Linked DNA regions of Rattus norvegicus: region 2 is linked to region 1. A link is a contact called in public Hi-C data. All regions are on one chromosome and are shown on one strand. Each heading gives the region's core, a stretch centred on a gene start, on an enhancer-like site or on the middle of the called end of the contact. The rest is flanking DNA. Distances are from core to core; before and after follow the strand shown.

Region 1 (5,713 bases), core at 711-3,210:
ACTTAAAAGGCACCTTCATCCCCCATCAATAATTTTTGGGGGTGGTGTTTAGGAATGTGAATGGCAAAAAAAAAAAAAACCAGTTTAAATTTTTATTTAATAATTTCCTGCTCCAAAACCCTGAAATGTCTTGGAAGATGCGAGGTTAGCTTTAATAACAGATAACTCCACTTCCACAAGCAGGAATGCTTGCACAAGTTCTAGTTTCTGGGAAACTGCAGTTCAACGCGTAAGAAAAATTCAAGCTATGGAAACAGAGAGAGAGAGAGAGACAGAGAGAGACACAGAGAGACAGAGAGAGACAGAGAGAGACACACAGAGAGAGAGAGAGACAGAGGGAGAGACACAGAGACAGAGACAGGAAGAGAGAGGAGAGAGACACAGAGATAGAGAGAGAGAGACAGAGACAGAAAGAGAGAGGAGAGAGACACAGAGAGAGACAGAGAGAGGAAAGAGACAGAGAGAGAGACAGAGAGAGAGGAGAGAGGGGTAATGCCCCTCCCCGCCCCCACACCAAACATAGGGCTTCAGCATTTCAAAAATAATTTGCTTTTTGTTTTGTTTTTCAGACAGGGGCCTACTAAGTAGCCATGGCTGGCCTCAAAAAATTACCAACATCCACCTGCCTCTGCTTCCCGAGTGCTGGGACCTAAAGTGTGTACCACTCTGCCTGGTTTTGAATTAGGCTTTAACCTAATGGCAAATTCTATGACTAGGTTATAAGAATAGTTTTAAAAAAAAGAGCCTCAGGAGAGTGAGGACAGGAACATGGAGAAGGAAGAGGACACCTGGGCTCTACAGTCAAGACTCTAAACAAGTCTAAAACAGAGCGAGGGGGCTGGAGAGATGGCTCAGCAGAGGCTGCTCCTCCACAGGTCCTGAAGTGAAATCCCAGCAACCACCAGGTGGCTCACAACCATCTGTAATGAGACCCGATCACCTCTTCTGGTGTGTCTGAGGACAGCTACGGTGTACTCACATACATAAAATAAATGTTAAAACAAAATAAAACAGAAACCAAGAAATGGCTTTAAAATATTTTAAAGATTCAGATGACGTATCCACTTAGCGTGTATGCTGCTGTGTCACAGTTTCTCTCCTCCAGTGAAGTCATCGTAGCTGATGTTTCTATGGCTTCTTGTTCTACTTGGATTTAAGTATTGAAGTGGTACACAAAAATTCAAAGATTCTGTATCCATGTCGTCCAAAAACAGGACCATCGGCCATAGGTGGTTAGTGCTATGAACGTAGAATGCACAGCAGACTTTCAAGACAATATGGCAATGGTAATGTAGCTCAGTGGCTAGTGTCTACAAGGCCCAGGACTTGATCCCCAGTGGTACAAGGCAAAAGGACTACATGAATAAAATGTAGCCCTGGCTGTCCTAGAACCACTCTGTAGACCAAGCTGGCCTCAAACTCAGAGATCTGCCTCTGCTTCCCAAGTGCTGGAATTAAAGGTCGATTATTAATCATTTAATTATTGTGACTATATAGATAGTAGGCTAGTAATATTAACTTTGTCTATTTCTCCTTAAAATTTAAATTAGACATACGCTTCTGAATTAGATTTTACACGAGATACGTGGGAAATAGTTGTTCTAGAGCAAAGTCCTGGGAATTGTTACGTGTGAACAAACCTTCGTTACTAGGTGAGAGGTTACGGGCTGTGGTGGCGCACTCTTTAACCACAGCACTCGGGAGGCAGAGGCAAGCCACCCACATCTACAGAAAAGCTCCAGATAGCCAGCCCACAGAGAAACCCTGTTTCAAAAAAAATTAAAAATTAAAAAAAGGCATAAGACAATATATGGAAATTTCATTTTGGGGGGAAAAAGGCCATTACTTCGACTGGACTTAGGAGATCCGTATGAAAGGGCAGAATGTGAGCTGTACCCAGCTGAAACCCACAGCGCACCTGTGAGGAAAGGCAGCGTGCTGAGAGGGTATTACAGAAATGAGTCTAACCCGGCCCCTGCCAGGAAGAGGTTCACCACTTGGTACACTCTGTGCTGCCAAGCTTGTGCCTGGCCCACAAGAGACGCCACGTTTACTAAACAGATGGACTTAGGTCACTAGCATCAGAAGAAAGGTACAGTTGTCAAGTGACTGGGACACGGTGGAACCTGTTACGGTCCTCAGGACTGGCAGCAAGTGCCTCTACTGCCGAGCTCTCTCCAGCCTCATGAAGAACTAAAGAGCATTCTCAGTTGGGGCTGCACGTCACTAGTCCAGCACTCGGGAAGTGAAGGCAGGGCGATCAGAAGTTCAAGACCAGCCTCAGCTACAGAGCAAGATCAGGTTCAGCCTGTGCTACGTGAATTCCTATACTTAATAACAAATCAGAACAAAACAAAACCCCGTGGCTGAAATGTGGATAAAATGGTGGAGCGCGTGCCTTCCATGCTTGAAAACCTAGGTTCAATACCCAAACAGCACATAAAGCGGGCACAGGAGTTTACACCTGCGTCCCAGCACTCTGGAGGCAGATGCAGGAGGATCAGAAGTTCAGGGTCATCTTGGCTACATAGAGAATTCCAGGCCAGGCTGGGACATGAGATCATATCTGAAAACCCAAACAGAGTAGTAATGCATTTCAGCAGGTAAGGTCATGCTGCCAAGCCTTAACACCCGAGTTCCGTCCCCTCAACCTACATGGTGGAAGAAAAGAAATGAACCCTGTGAACTGTCCCTTGACCTCCACGCATAAGTAAGTAATTTAAGAACTGGAGGGCTGGAGAGAAAGGTCAGCGGCTGAAAGCACTGGCCCTTCCCAGGGGCCCTCGTCACATTCTTAAGCATTTACACAGCAGCTCAGTCATCTGTAACTCTAGTCCCAGGGCATCTGAGACGCTGGCCTCTGAGGGCTCAGACAACAGGCAGGCAAAACACTCATATGTAATTTTTAAAAATTAAAAAAAAAAATTCAGGGGTTGGGGATTTGGCTCAGTGGTAGAGAGTGCTTGCCTAGGAAGCGCAAGGCCCTGGGTTTGGTCCCCAGCTCCAAAAAAAAAAAAAAAAAAAAGAAAGAAAGAAAGAAAAGAAAAGAAAAAAAATTCAAACAAAAATTAATGATGTTTCTGGAGCCATTTTATGCATATATGCACACATGTATGCATGTACCCATACACACATATGCAATTGACATATGTACACACACACATATATGCAATTGAAGACCTGTTTAAAACCATGAGAAGTTCAGCCAGGAGTGGCAGCACACACCTTTAACCCCAGCACTCTGAAAGTAGAGAAAAGCACATCTGAGTTTGTGGCCAGCCTTCTCTACACAGGGAGCCCCAGGCAAGCCAAGGTACATACTGATGCCATCTCAAAAGTAATAATAAAAAGACAAGACAGACACAAGGAAGGAACACTCCTGAAGACGACGAGACAGGTCACACAGAGCCTGCCCCTTCCTTTGCTCAGGTCCCCAAGAGCAAGAAACTGGGAGTCAGGAGTGTGTGTGTTGGGAACCGAACCCAGAACGTCATGCATAGTTTGCAAGCATTCACCACCTAGTAACACTCCCAGTCCTATCCGAACACTGACATTGGGTTTCATGAGCCCATTACTGTTATACCTTTTACTCTCTCACACACGCATGCAAACAGAAAGCCCCCAAGGCCTCAAATTCCAGAAAAATATAATACAAGGACTGAGGAGAAGTCGAAGGTGCAGACTTGCTTAGCCTGTGCCAGGTCCTCCTGGGTTTGTTTCTCAGGTGTGTGTGTGTGTGTGTGTGTGTGTGTGTGTGTGTGTGTGTGTGTGTGTGTGTACATGCGTATGTGCAGGCTAGAGATCAATACTGGATACTTTTAGACATCTATTTTTTTTTTAATTTCATTTATTTACTTATGCGGCTGTTTGTGTGTGGAAGCCAGAGAGTTGGTTCTTTCCGTCCTGCATGTAGGGTAGGCTCTGGGGATTGAACCCAGGTCATCAGGCTTGTACAGCAAATGCCTTTCCTCACTGAGCCCTTCTCCCTCCCCTTGGACTTTTGTTTGGAGACAAAGGGGCACCATTACCCCCAGCTTTGTTTTGTTTTGTTTTTTGTTTTTTTTTTTAAGGCAGAGTGTTGGCTGCAGAGGTGGCTCGGCAGTTAAGAGCACTGGCTGCCCTTCCAGTGGACTGGAGTTGAAGTCCCAGCAACCACACGGAGGCTCAGTCTTCTATAGCCCCAGTGCCAGGGGATCTAATGCCGTCTTCTGGCCTCCTTGGCATCAGGCACACACATGGTGCAATGACACAGGTGGGGACAAACATAAAGCGCTTTTATCAACTGAGCCCTCTGGGATCACAAGTGTTTGTTACCCTGTCTAGTTTATGTGCTGTTAGGGAAACCAGGGCTTCCTGCTTGTTAGGCAAACACTCTTTAACAATTGAGCTCTATCCCTACCCCGTCCCCTTGTTTGTTCTTGAGACGAAGTCCTACTGTGTAGCTCTGAACTGCTATGTAAACCAGGCTGGCTTCAAACTCACAATGATCCACCTACTTCTGCCCCTTGTGCTGGAATCAGAGACGTGTGTGTACCACCGCCATGCCTGACATCTTCTGCTCTATTGCCCAGACTGGCCTTGAACTCCTAGCTCAAGACAGGCCCTTTTCTGTCTCAGCTTCTCAAGGGACCGAGACTTCAGACACTCAAGGCTGTGGCTAAGGGAAATAATTTACTTAAGGATGTTAACACCCACATGGAAACAGTCTAAAGAATGGGGACTGAAGTCTAGTGAGTCAGGCGCTGTAACAAAAGGTAGAAGGAGTTAATAGGGAAATTTTTTATTTCCTTCTGCAGGGACTAGGAAATCCCTCCCCTTGGCTCCCACACACACACAAGGTCTCATGCATTCCAGGGTCGTCCTTGACTTCCTATGCAGCTAAAGACAACCTTGAACTTATTTACCCAGGTGAGGGGTGTTGAGGCACCTGATAAGTGCACAGACACATGTGGAGACCAGAAGAGTATATGGGATCCCCTGGAACTGGGATGCTGTCACCCCAAATCTGGGTGCTCTGAAAGAGCAGCAAGTAACTGCTGAGCCACCCCTCCCTAGTTGTGGCCTGGAGTCTGTGATCATCTCCTCTGTTGGGATCATTGGCTCGCACCACCATGCCCTGCTTATGCAGTGCAGGGCAACAGGCCCAGGGCTTCATGTCAGGCAAGCTCTCTGCCACGTAAGCTACATCCCCTCTATGGGTTCTTTGTACAAGTGTTTTGCTTGCGTGTATGTACTATGTGCGCCACGTAAGTGCCCAGTGTCCGCAGAAGCCTGAGGGCATTGGGTCCTTTGGAAGAACAGCAGGTACTCTTAGCATCAGAGCCGTCTCATCATCTCTTTGAAGCACTCAAACGCAGAGAATTGAATTGATTGCTACACTTTTTATTTTATTTTATTCTATGTATATGAGTTACACTGTAGCTGTCTTCACATACACCAGAACAGGTCATTGGATTCCATTACAGATGGTTGTGAGCCACCATGAGGTTGCTGGGATTTGAACTCAGGACCTCTGAAAGAGCAGTCAGTGCTCTTAACCGCTGAGCCATCTCTCCAGCCCTGACTGCTACACTCTTAAGGGGCCCGACAGCATTCCTCTTCCTGAAACTCCTGTTTATATCTTTATAGGATGGGCATCTGATTATGTCAGATTTCATGGGAACCCTAGAACAGTGACATCCCAATCCATCCTCGTGGTCTTTGAAACAAATGT
Region 2 (5,684 bases), core at 2,046-4,545, 62 kb after region 1:
GGCTAAAAAGAAAAAAAAAAGCCTTAATCAATTACCACAAGTCTGGGATTTAGGCTTTTACTAATCTCGATAACTCTGCTCATTTTGATGATCCTCTCTAGAACATTCAAAGGTAAGAAAGACTAATCTGAATTGTTAAATCTCTATAAAGAAAGTAATACTATCACTTATGCTGACACAAGCTTTACTAGTTTTCCACTCTCACATATATTACAGAACATTACACGATGTTACATTCTCTCAGCCAACATCCTAGTCCTTAAGCGTTGTTTTCCCATGAGGATGAAGCCCCTCAAGGCTGTTCTCAAGGAGGAAACGGCCACAGAGACAGCCAGAGCTGGCTGAAGCACTGTACTCCTGCAATCCTTATGAGATCAAGGTCATCTTAGGCCACAAAACTATACTGTATCTCACGAAATAAACAAAACGCACCTAGTAACACACAAAAAGAACTTGTGTGTGTGTGTGCACATTCCCATGAAAGTGCGCGCACTAACACACACACACACACACACACACACACACACACACACACACACACACACACACACAACTCTTTTTTGAAGAAAAAAGAAAGGTGACATTTATCAGTTCCTAGGAAGAAAAAAGAAGCTTCTTCTTGCTACTAGTTTGTTTGAAAAAAACCCACTGAGAAAGAGTATGTTTAGGCTTTTCAACCTCCTCGAAGAACTAGGGACAGGACCCAGGGTCCCAAGAACGCTGTTCAAATGTTGACTGCATCAGGAACCTCTATCCCCAGTCCCTATCCATCATTTTTTCCTTCACTATTTCTGCATATCCTATCCCAAGTCACATTTGCCTTTGTTTTCATGTAGGCAGTTTTCTTTCTCGAAGAACTACTAACCCTCTACTTAATAACCGTGAGTCGGGGATTAGAGCTCCACCTCCCCATTTTGTTCTTACTTGTGCAGTCTCTGCGTGTTCCAGCATTTCTTCAAATTCCTGATACTCTTCATCATCTGGTTCAGCACCTGAGAGGCGAGCTGCCCTGGCCATGAAATATGGAGGCAGCTCCCCAATTGCTGTCCCAATGCCCTGTGTGAAAAAGAAAATACTCACTATGAAGTTCAGTCTTCAGCAGTGACACAATAGATCAGATTATATTTTCCCACGTCTCCAAAAGCATTTTGAGATGTAATGGATACATGTGCTGTGCGGTTCAGAGTCTGAATCCCAGCCCTGGTCTGACCGAGAGAAGATTATAAGTGACTGTGAGAGCCTCCTTGGCACGTATACAGGCTCCAGACAGCCTTTCTCCTCAGGCACTGGTGTTTTCCTTCATGCTCCCATCACCTTTATTCCTGTCATTTGGAAGCCACAGGCAGGAAGATCAGAAGTTTGAGTTCCTTTGATAGCTTGAGCTATAAAGTACAATCTCTCAAAAACTAAAAACAAAGCAAAACTCTCCACACAAGCACTGAAAGTCACCAGTATAACTCTAGGGCATTTCACGTTTTAATCTCAGAACAGTCTTTTTTCTCTTCCTTCCTTCTTTTCTTTTAAAAATAAAGTCTTAAAAATCACCATCAAGTTGCCCCCCAAAATCTCAGTTTATCAGGATGGGTGACTGTTTTTTTATTTTGTCTTTTTTTTTTTCCCGGAGCTGGGGACCGAACCCAGGGCCTTGCACTTGCTAGGCAAGCGCTCTACCACTGAGCTAAATCCCCCAAACCACAGGATGGGTGATTGTTATGATAAAATTTAAAAGTGTCTCATTTTCTCAGAGTGATTCATATTTCAGTCACTTTGTAGATTTGTTTTTGAAGAGAAGGGTTTGTTGTTGTTGATTTTCCTTAATCAGTCAGGACAAAAAGATAAAAACAAAGTTTAGAATCAGGAACTTGGTTTAGACTTAAGTGGCTTAAATACCAAGTAGGCCATAATATGATAGAGACAGTCTCAGGAGAAACCTTCCCTTTGACCCCCCCACCTCTCCTTGCACTGAATGGAAGGGTGTGTGAGTACACAAAGCAAACTCAACTCTTTCAGCTTGCTATCTCTAAAAGCCTTGAAACGATTCCTTGAAGACCCTGGAGAAATGGCTCAGAGGTTAAAAGTGCATACAGTTCTTGTAGAGGACCCAAGTTTAGTTCCCAGCAGCCACATGGGCAGCTCACAATCGCCCACAACTTGAGTTCCAGGGACCTGACACATTCTGGCCTCTGTGGCCTCTGTACTGACACGTTCACATATCCACACATAGACATACGATTAAATTATGATAAAGACTTTTAAAAAGGCAGAGAGCCAGGTGTGCTGATAACACTCCTCTAATCCCAGCAGAGGGCTGTGACTTTGAGGCCCGTCTGGTTTAAAAAGAATCCTTGAAGGACATTATCAAATCTAAACATTTTGGGTCTTCAGTATGTAGAACCAATAGTCTCCAAATATAAATGTATTTTCCACGTATGAAATAAGAACTCTGAAAAAGAACATGTTTAAGTACTCCAAAGTAAATCTGTGTTGTAGAAGAGAGAAGCAGAGAGGAAGAAGAAGCAAGGCCAGGAGTATAGACAGAAAAAGAAACAAAAAAAGTTAATGTTGGTCAACTCTGAAGGACAATAAACAAGTCATTAAATTTTAAAGTACAAAGGGTCAAATATTTACTCCTATTTTCATATATGAACTAAATCTCAGCAACCAAATTGGTGATGAGGAAATCTTTCTATGAGGTTCATGACTGCAAGCCCTGCTCCTGAGGAGCTTGAAAAGGGTACAGGAGTTTGAGGACAACCTGAACAGCAGAGAAGACACAGTCTCAGATGAGAAAGGGTATTTTAACTAATGATGAAAGAAAAATTATATACTTGGAACACTAATTACTATTCTACTTTATAAATACTAATAAATAATGGATTATCATAACTGGTGTTAATGTCACAAAGAAGACATTGTTTTACCTTGTGACAGAAATACACAAAGCCATTCCTGTTTAAAACAAACTACACCTGGCAAGGTGGAGCACATCTTTAAACCCCATACAGATAGGGGTTGGGAATTTAGCTCAGTAGTAAAGGCCCTGGGTTCAGTCCTCAGCTCTGGGGGGGCGGGGGGGGGGGAAGAAAAAAGAAAAAAAGAGTTTTCTTAAATCCCATGCAGAGGCAGGTGGATCTCTATGAGTTCCCAGACAGCCTGGTCTACAGAATGAGTTACAGATGGTCAGAGCTACATAACAAAACCCTGTCTCAATAAAAAACTAAAAAAACCCCAGGAAGCCTGCAAACTTCAAGTGTCTCAAGGAATCAACCCTCAGGAAACAGGGAACAGAGGAGCAGGCTCAACCCACACAAACCAGAGTTAAGCCAGCAAAATCAGACCAGGGAAAGAAACTATTTGACGAGCTCTTTTAATCAATGAGGTTTTCTTTGTTTTTGGTCTGTTTTGTTTTGTTTAAAAAAAAAGTTATAAAATGTGTGGAGTTTGCTCCAAGATAACAGAATCAGCCAAGACAGGTGAACATAAACATTAGTTGAAATTTGGTAAAAGTACATTAAGTTCAGTTGATTTCTTTCTACACTTCTGGAAAACTTTTAGATAAATCTAACCTCAGATTTATCTAAATCTGTGTTTTAGATAAATCACACCTCAGATAAATCTCATTAGCTACACATCTGCCAATGTGCAAAGCTTAACTTTTCCATGATTGAAAGAGAAAAGTTAATTACAACATTTTAGTTAAAATGTGAACTTCTGGAAGGTCAAATGTGAGGTCGAAGGTCGACAATTCTGAAAGCAATCATCCGATTCAAACTTGTGACAAATTCCCTCAAAGCTAGTAAGGACGTGAAAATAAATCAAGAGCCACGTCAGGTCTTAATCGATCACACTGATTTCTGTAGTTTAATTCTTCACATTTTTCATGAAAGGATGGAAATCATGTCAGTATTCAACTACTATACAAAAAAAAAAATTGAAATATACTCATCCAGGCAAGTTCTCAAAACATGCCACACTCTACATACAGAGTTCCTTATCCCAAATAAGGCCCCGAGGACTCGGGTCTCCATAGCTCTCAAAGGTCATTTTATAAGGCTAAGGCTTAGCTTATGTAGAGAAGGGCTCACTAGCCTAGCATGTCTGAAGCCCTAGGTTTGATCCCTACCATGGCATAAACTGGTATATGCCTAGTAAGAGACAGGAGGACCAGACATTCAAAGCCATCCTTGGACACATTGTGAGTGCCAGGCCAGTCTGGGACATTAGACCTTTCCTCACTAATAATAATAATGATGACTGTTTTCTAATTTCTTTCAAAAAGATTTATTACTTTTAATTTATGTAGGATTTGGGTTCTGGGGATCAAATTCAGACCAATGAGCTTGATGGCAAGTGAGCCATTTACTGGTCCCAAAAACTCTTTATAATTATTTATAAATAAAAACACAGGCTGGAGGGATAGCTTAGAGATTAAGAGAAATGAGGTTGTGAGTTCAAGTCCTAGCACCTACATGGCAGCTTACAATAGCAGGATCTGATGTCCTCTTCTGGTGCAAATGGACATGCAACAAAGCACACACGCACTAATAATAAATAAATCTTAAAAAATAAAAATGAGGGCTGGAGAGATGGCTCAGTGGTTAAGAGCACTGACTGCTCTTCCAGAGGTCCTGAGTTCAAATCCCAGCAACCACATAGTGGCTCACAACCATCTGTAATGAGACCTGGTGCCCTCTTCTGGTCTGTCTGAGGACAGCAGCAGTGTACTCATATATAAATAAATAAATCTTAAATTGTGTGTTTAAAAAAAAAAAAAGAGAGAAAGGATGGGCTTCAGATTAAAAAAAAATAAAATAAAAATAAAAAACCATATTAATCGAGACCTAATTAAAAGGAGAGAAGGGGGCCTGGAGAGATGACTCAGTGGTTAAGAACACTGACTGCTCTTCCAGTGGTCCTGAGTTCAATTCCCAGCAACCACATAGTGGCTCACAACCATCTGTAATGGGATCCGATGCCCTCTTCTGGTGTATCTGAAAACAGCTATGGGGTACTCATACATAAAATAAATAAATCTTTAAAAAAAAAAAAAAAGGAGAGAAGGGAGGTTTCAGGGGTTGGGGATTTAGCTCAGTGGTAGAGCTCTTGCCTAGCAAGTGCAAGGCCCTGGGTTCGGTCCCCAGCTCCAAAAAAAAAAAAAAAAAAAGAAAGAAAAAAAAAAAGAGAGAGAGAGAAGGGAGGTTTCTTCTACTGTAAGAGAAAGACAAATGCTCCCCCAGTATTAAAAATAACAAAGCAAAAAAGAAAGACTAGCAATCCTTTTAACTATTACCAGAAGAATTTAATGTACACAAAAAATGAGAACCAAGTGAGAAGCACAGTATCTCCTTGGTCTGATAATTTTATTCAAAGGTCCAGGGAAGGGGAAATATTTAAAATAACATTCTGCCAAGTAGATTCACAAGCAGCATATAGTCAAGAAATGTTAGGTTAGGGCTGAAGAGATGGCTCAGTAGTTAAGAGCACTTAAGAGTGGTTAAGGTCCTGAGTTCAATTCCCAGCAACCACATGGTGGCTCACAACCATCTGTAATGGGATCTGATGCTCTGTTCTGGTGTGTCTGAAGACAGCTATAGTGTACTCATATGAATAAAATAAATCTTTAAAAAAAAAAAAGAAATGTTAGGTTTAATGTTACGTCTGGACAGCAAGCCTCCTGGACGCCA

Evidence for each region. A called contact is a pair of places that touch in the nucleus more often than the background predicts.
Region 2: a contact with region 1 is called in a Hi-C map of liver, with 11 times the contacts expected there. The contact joins two enhancer-like sites. A contact is called at or near these places in 5 of 12 Hi-C or Micro-C datasets (hepatocytes, kidney, liver and 1 more).

The regions. Positions count from the first base shown.
Region 1 is chr10:71,891,286-71,896,998 of GRCr8, forward strand. No RefSeq gene overlaps it. Among named protein-coding and RNA genes, the nearest start is that of Mir21, 8.5 kb to the right of the region's middle. Within about 2 kb of position 1,961, at least 15 of the 93 cell types and tissues checked have an H3K27ac peak or open chromatin away from gene starts, as enhancers often do. A contact at or near this core is called in liver, where this site is marked.
Region 2 is chr10:71,951,761-71,957,444 of GRCr8, forward strand. Vmp1 (vacuole membrane protein 1) reads right to left here. Exons shown (of 12, transcript NM_138839.2): 7 at 925-1,056. Among named protein-coding and RNA genes, the nearest start is that of Vmp1, 48 kb to the right of the region's middle. Within about 2 kb of position 3,296, at least 1 of the 93 cell types and tissues checked has an H3K27ac peak or open chromatin away from gene starts, as enhancers often do. A contact at or near this core is called in liver, where this site is marked.